Regions from separate parts of the Sus scrofa genome. Here region 1 is linked to region 2. The links are chromatin contacts, called in public Hi-C maps. All regions are on one chromosome and are shown on one strand. The core of a region is the stretch at or near the end of the contact, and the rest is flanking DNA. Distances in the headings are between cores, read along the strand shown. Region 1 has its middle 280 kb from the start of MTX2. Region 2 overlaps HOXD9 (homeobox protein Hox-D9).

Region 1 (2,700 bases), core at 110-2,609, 420 kb after region 2:
GCAAACTACTTGACCTCCGTCTGCCTCAGTTTCCTCATCTATCATGGGAATAAAATAGTATCTGCTTCACAGGGTGGTTTGATGATTAAATGAGTCAATACTGAGACAGCACTGAGAGTAATAGCTAGCACATGGTTAGCACTCAATGTTAGTTCCTTCCTCTTACTTTGCTCATTTTTAAAATTAATTAAATTATTATTGCACCAACTTGCTTCCAGTGAATGTAGTTCACGCTAAACCAATAACCCTGCTCTGAGAAATGTCTAAAGCAGAAGACAGAAATGATCATTTCATGCATTAGTTTATAACAAATGAATAAGGAAATATTTTCAAGTATGAAAAGTTGGGGGCCATGAGGTTCAACTTCTCCCTCTGTTTTAAAAAATTCTCCTCTGGACGCTCATTAGGGGTTTTTACTCCTCAGCCAGGCTCTCCCCTCCAACTCCTTGGTTTTCTCAAACTTTATTTTTTCCTCTTCGGAAAGTGAAAGAATAACAGCTCCAGCTAGAGACGCTTGCTTGAAATAGCACTGGCACACAGCAGTTTCCTTTGCAGCTCTGCCAATGAGCCCAGCCAGCCGCCAGTCAGGGATCCGGCCTCTGACCCTGCGGCCTGGCTGCAGGCCCAGGGGATGGGGGGGGGGGGGGGGGGACTCTGAAGAGGAGGACGATCCCCCTCCCGAGACCAGTCAGGCACCACCCATCCCGCTATCGTTGGAGTCTGGGCCAAGCACAACACCAGGAAAATCTCTTTTTCATTGTTTGCTTTTCCACGCACGGGCTTTGAAAAAGTTCCCATTTCTTATGGTCAAGTCCAGAATTAAATCGGACTTCGCTGACAGTTGCTGGAAAATAAATCCATTCAACTTCCTAAGGCTTTTCCGACTGGCTTTGTTTGCAGTCTCACGGACGGTGTTTCTGACGGGCCGCGATAGCTCCTTCCTCAAATCCCCTTCACGCACGCGGACCCTCACTTCGCTTTGTGATATAAATTATTCATCTCATTTCTTTAGCACCGGGCAGACAGCGGTGAGGAATGCTTCCCTCCTGGAACATGAAGTAATTGACATTTTTCTGTTTTCCTGCTGTGTGGTTAGGGAATTATTAAAACGGACTGGTCTTTAGTAGTTCATTTTTGTTGGATATGAATCCCCTTTCCCCTTTGGTGGTGTGACGGCCCCTGAGTATGGAAACTCTCCAAGAGCTGTATCTTCGTGCTTCCCTATTTCCTTTCGACGGTCGTCCCTCTGAATACAGAAAGCGAGAAGGGCAGTAATGTGAGAATTTTATGTTGGGGGGAGGGGACTCACAACCCGTCCCCCACCAAATCCTCTGAGACGGCTTTCAACGGCCCCTCCCCCGCCTTACCGCCCACGCCACCACCAACAGCGACACCTAGTGGTCAAATAAAAATTAGCCCCTTCATTCCGAGTTAAGCCGCTTTTTACAGAAAATAAAATTTCCTTTAGGAGCAATTTAGATCTTTCTGTGGATGCACAGGAAGAGATATTCCTCATAATGAATAGCTAAAACATATTATTTGGGGGTACGGGGCAAGTGCATAATTTTTCCTTAAGAACATACTGGAGCTTTTTATCTATTTTCTTAGTGCAGGTTTGTAGGCTTTTGCATTGGTGGTAGAATGGTGAGCATAGCTGCCTTCCAGGTTTGTAGGCTTTTGCATGGTCTCTTAGTAATGGCCACTTTGATTTTATTATAACTTTAAAAGTTGGCAGCTGCTCAGCAATATTTTAAACTGAACACCTATAATGTATATATAAAGGTAAAATATTTTAAAATGAGTGATATTACAAATCAGCCATTTGCATAAATCTGTCTCAAACTCTTGGAACCACATTTACGGGCAAAAATAGTTTCCATTTTAATGACAGTAATCTCCAGGAAGAGGTGAGAATCTTTCTGTTAAGAATTTTTTCAATAAATGAGGAAACATAAAAACATCTACATTTTTAATGAAAGCTTTCAGAGGTTACAAAAACTTTTTAAATGAATCCTTTTAAAAAAATTTTACTGGAGTTCCTGTCATGGCTCGGCGGTTAATGAACCCAACTAGCATCCATGAGGACATGGGTTCGATCCCTGGCCTCGCTCAGTGGGTTAAGGCTCAGTCTGGTGTTGCCCTGAGCTGTGGTGTAGGTCACAGACACGGCTTGGATCCCACGTTGCTGTGCCTGTGGTGTAGGCTGGTGGCTACAGCTCCGATTGGACCCCTAGCCTGGGAAACTCCATATGCAGCCGGTGCAGCCTTAAAAAGACAAAAAACAAAAAACTTTTATTTATTTCTAATACAATTTTGAAAGGTTACTTTATGGTTTTTACAAGATATTGGCTATATTCCCCGTGTTCTACGATATGTCCTTGAGCCTGTCTTACACCCAGGGGTTTGTACATTCCACTTCCCCAACCCTATATTACCCCTCCCCCCTCAACCACTAGTTTATTCTTTTTACCTGTAAGTGTACTTCTTGGTTTTATCCACTAATTTGTTGTATTTTTTAGATTCTACATGTAAATGATTATACAGTACTTATCTTTCTCTGTCGGACTTATTTCACTTAGCATAATGTTGCTGCAGATAGCAAAAGTTCATTTTTTATGACTGAGTAGTATTCCATTGTGTGTGTATAGGTAGGTGTATGTTTGTATACACTACGTCTTCTTTATCCATTCATCTGTTGAT
Region 2 (2,700 bases), core at 200-2,699:
CAAAGACCAAATCCTCTTTATAGAACTTTCCCTCACCAAAGGAAACAGAGGAGTATGGTTCCCCCACCTCCTTTTTCCCTCCTTTCCCTTACCCAAGCAGAATCGTGTCAAATAATTTTAGGGATTGCTCACAACTATAAAACTCAACTTCTGACAAAAGTATAGCTTTTAATATTTGACAATTTGTGTTAAAACAAAAATTGACCTTCTTGGTTAGTAGCGAAGGGGAAAAATCAATAGTATAATTTTCAATAATTCATAAAGCGAACGCCATTATGCTAAATCTTAACTATTAATCTTATCCTTTACAAAGTCTCGATTGATTTGTTAATAAAATATCTTCCCGTGTGTGGCAACAGCGGGTATAACTCTTTAAAAACCTTCAGAAGCAAGAAAATTACCAAGTAGCCCAAGAATGTAGATGAGAATTTTATTGATCGCCCTGATTCTTCTTAATATGTATTAATAAATTCCACAACCTTTTGTACCTTGCACTTGTCAGAAACCAATGCTTTTACAAAATCCATAAAAGGAAAACATATTTTTCTTTGCAGAAGAACCAAATGACACCTTTGCCTCTCACTCTCTCCTGCTTGGCCCAGTTTTCTAAAACTTCTGGAGTATGAAAGCGAGAGTTCCTTCCTTTCCTTGAAAACGTTTTCTTTCTCTCTCCCTTCCTTCCTCTTTGCCCTCTATTATCAGGGCGCGTGGGGAGGAAACCTCGGTTTCGTTCTTCCGCTGGGAACCCGAGGGACGCTTTCGCGGATTGTGAACTGCTGGAAAGGGATTGTCTCCGGACTGAAAGCTCCCAGCGGCCCGACCCGCAGAGGTCGGGGTGTGGTTCCTCCGAGAGTCAAAGGCTCGGGTAGCCCACCGGGGCGCAGGCGCCCGGAGCTAGGGTGGCCGGGCGGAGGCAGAGGACAGCGCCGGGGCCGGGCGGGTCCTGGGGCTCCGCGGGGCCGGCCAACTGCGTAGCCTCTCGGCCCTCGCGGTCCTTCTCGCCTCCGCTCCCCAGGATACCTTGGCCGCGTCTTAGGCGCCAGAGCTCTTTCCTGTGGACCCCTGGGGTGGGATGTCTCAGAGCCTGGGGAATCCGACTCACCTTCCCAGGCTGCCCGAGACAAAATGAACTAGGCTGGGCCCCCCACCATCCCCCCCGCCCGGGCCCGGGCCGTCTCGGGCGCCTGCCTGGGTGTGTGCGGGGCATGCTTCTGTGTGCTGGCGCCACGGCGCTCCGACTTCCCTCCCTGCGTGTGTCCGCCTGGAGACCCCCTCGGGGCCGAGTGTTTCCTTCCGCCTGCGGGGCCCAGAGGCCGGAGTGGGGGACGCGAGTGGGGCGGGAGGGCCGAGCGAGCCCCGGGAGGCTGGCGGGCGGCGAAGAGTGCTGGGCCGGCAGTCTCCAGCGCGCACTATCGCAGGCGCGTAGTAGATGTCGCTGTTGTCCGTGCTTACGCGGCTGGCCGGCCGGGCTCTGGAGCACGTGACCTGCGAGGAGGCTGCGGCTCAAGGCCATTTTCAAATCTCATTGGCTTGGTTGTCATGTGGTCGGCAGAGGCATCCACAATTACACGGGGAATGTTTTCCTAGAGATGTCAGCCTACAAAGGACACAATCTCTCTTCTTCAAATTCCTCCCCAAAATGTCCTTTCCCAACAGCTCTCCTGCTGCTAATACTTTTTTAGTAGATTCCTTGATCAGTGCCTGCAGGAGTGACAGTTTTTATTCGAGCAGCGCCAGCATGTACATGCCACCACCTAGCGCAGACATGGGGACCTATGGAATGCAAACCTGTGGACTGCTCCCGTCTCTGGCCAAAAGAGAAGTGAACCACCAAAATATGGGTATGAATGTGCATCCTTATATACCTCAAGTAGACAGTTGGACAGACCCGAACAGATCTTGTCGAATAGAGCAACCTGTTACACAGCAAGTCCCCACTTGCTCCTTCACCACCAACATTAAGGAAGAATCCAATTGCTGCATGTATTCTGATAAGCGCAACAAACTCATTTCTGCTGAGGTCCCTTCGTACCAGAGGCTGGTCCCTGAGTCCTGTCCCGTTGAGAACCCTGAGGTTCCTGTCCCTGGATATTTTAGACTGAGTCAGACCTACGCCACCGGGAAAACCCAAGAGTACAATAACAGCCCCGAAGGCAGCTCCACAGTCATGCTCCAGCTCAACCCTCGCGGCGCGGCCAAGCCGCAGCTCTCGGCCGCCCAGCTGCAGATGGAAAAGAAGATGAACGAGCCCGCGAGTGGCCCGGAGCCCAACAAAGTCTCCCAGGTGGAGAGCCCCGAGGCCAAGGGTGGCCTTCCGGAAGAGAGGAGCTGCCTGGCTGAGGTCTCCGTGTCCAGTCCTGAAGTACAGGAGAAGGAAAGCAAAGGTCGGTATGAGCAGAGTTGCCACCCCAGCGGGGCGAGCAGCCCGGGAACCCGGCAAAGAGCTCCGCCTGGGTGCCCAGTGTCGAGCTCGGCAGTCTGGGGCCCGACAGGGAGGTGCTGCTCCTCCCGGCTTTTAGAGGGGCATTCTTAGTCCTGAGATGGTCTCCGCTTCTCCGGCACTGCCCTGGCCCTCCTGGCTGGTCCTGGCCCCACGCTGAGGGAGCCCAGGCAGAGGAAGGGTTTGCCGGGTTTATTTTTCCTGAGCTAGACTTGAAATGCAACAAAAGAGTGCAAATGAGACCTGCGGCTGGTAAACAT

Evidence for each region. A called contact is a pair of places that touch in the nucleus more often than the background predicts.
Region 1: a contact with region 2 is called in a Hi-C map of skeletal muscle, with 4 times the contacts expected there. The contact joins two enhancer-like sites. A contact is called at or near these places in 11 of 47 Hi-C or Micro-C datasets (embryonic fibroblasts, epiblast stem cells, fetal liver and 8 more) and 1 of 2 datasets of contacts at active chromatin or transcription factors (skeletal muscle).

Annotation. Positions count from the first base shown.
Region 1 is chr15:82,341,057-82,343,756 of Sscrofa11.1, forward strand. No RefSeq gene overlaps it. Among named protein-coding and RNA genes, the nearest start is that of MTX2, 280 kb to the left of the region's middle. Within about 2 kb of position 1,360, at least 39 of the 83 cell types and tissues checked have an H3K27ac peak or open chromatin away from gene starts, as enhancers often do. A contact at or near this core is called in retroperitoneal adipose tissue and skeletal muscle, where this site is marked.
Region 2 is chr15:81,916,407-81,919,106 of Sscrofa11.1, forward strand. All of the region lies in intron 1 of HOXD9 (homeobox protein Hox-D9), which reads left to right. HOXD10 (homeobox protein Hox-D10) reads left to right here. Exons shown (of 3, transcript XM_021076346.1): 2 at 1-2,384. The coding sequence starts at 1,430. Among named protein-coding and RNA genes, the nearest start is that of HOXD10, 6.4 kb to the left of the region's middle. Within about 2 kb of position 1,450, at least 24 of the 83 cell types and tissues checked have an H3K27ac peak or open chromatin away from gene starts, as enhancers often do. A contact at or near this core is called in retroperitoneal adipose tissue and skeletal muscle, where this site is marked.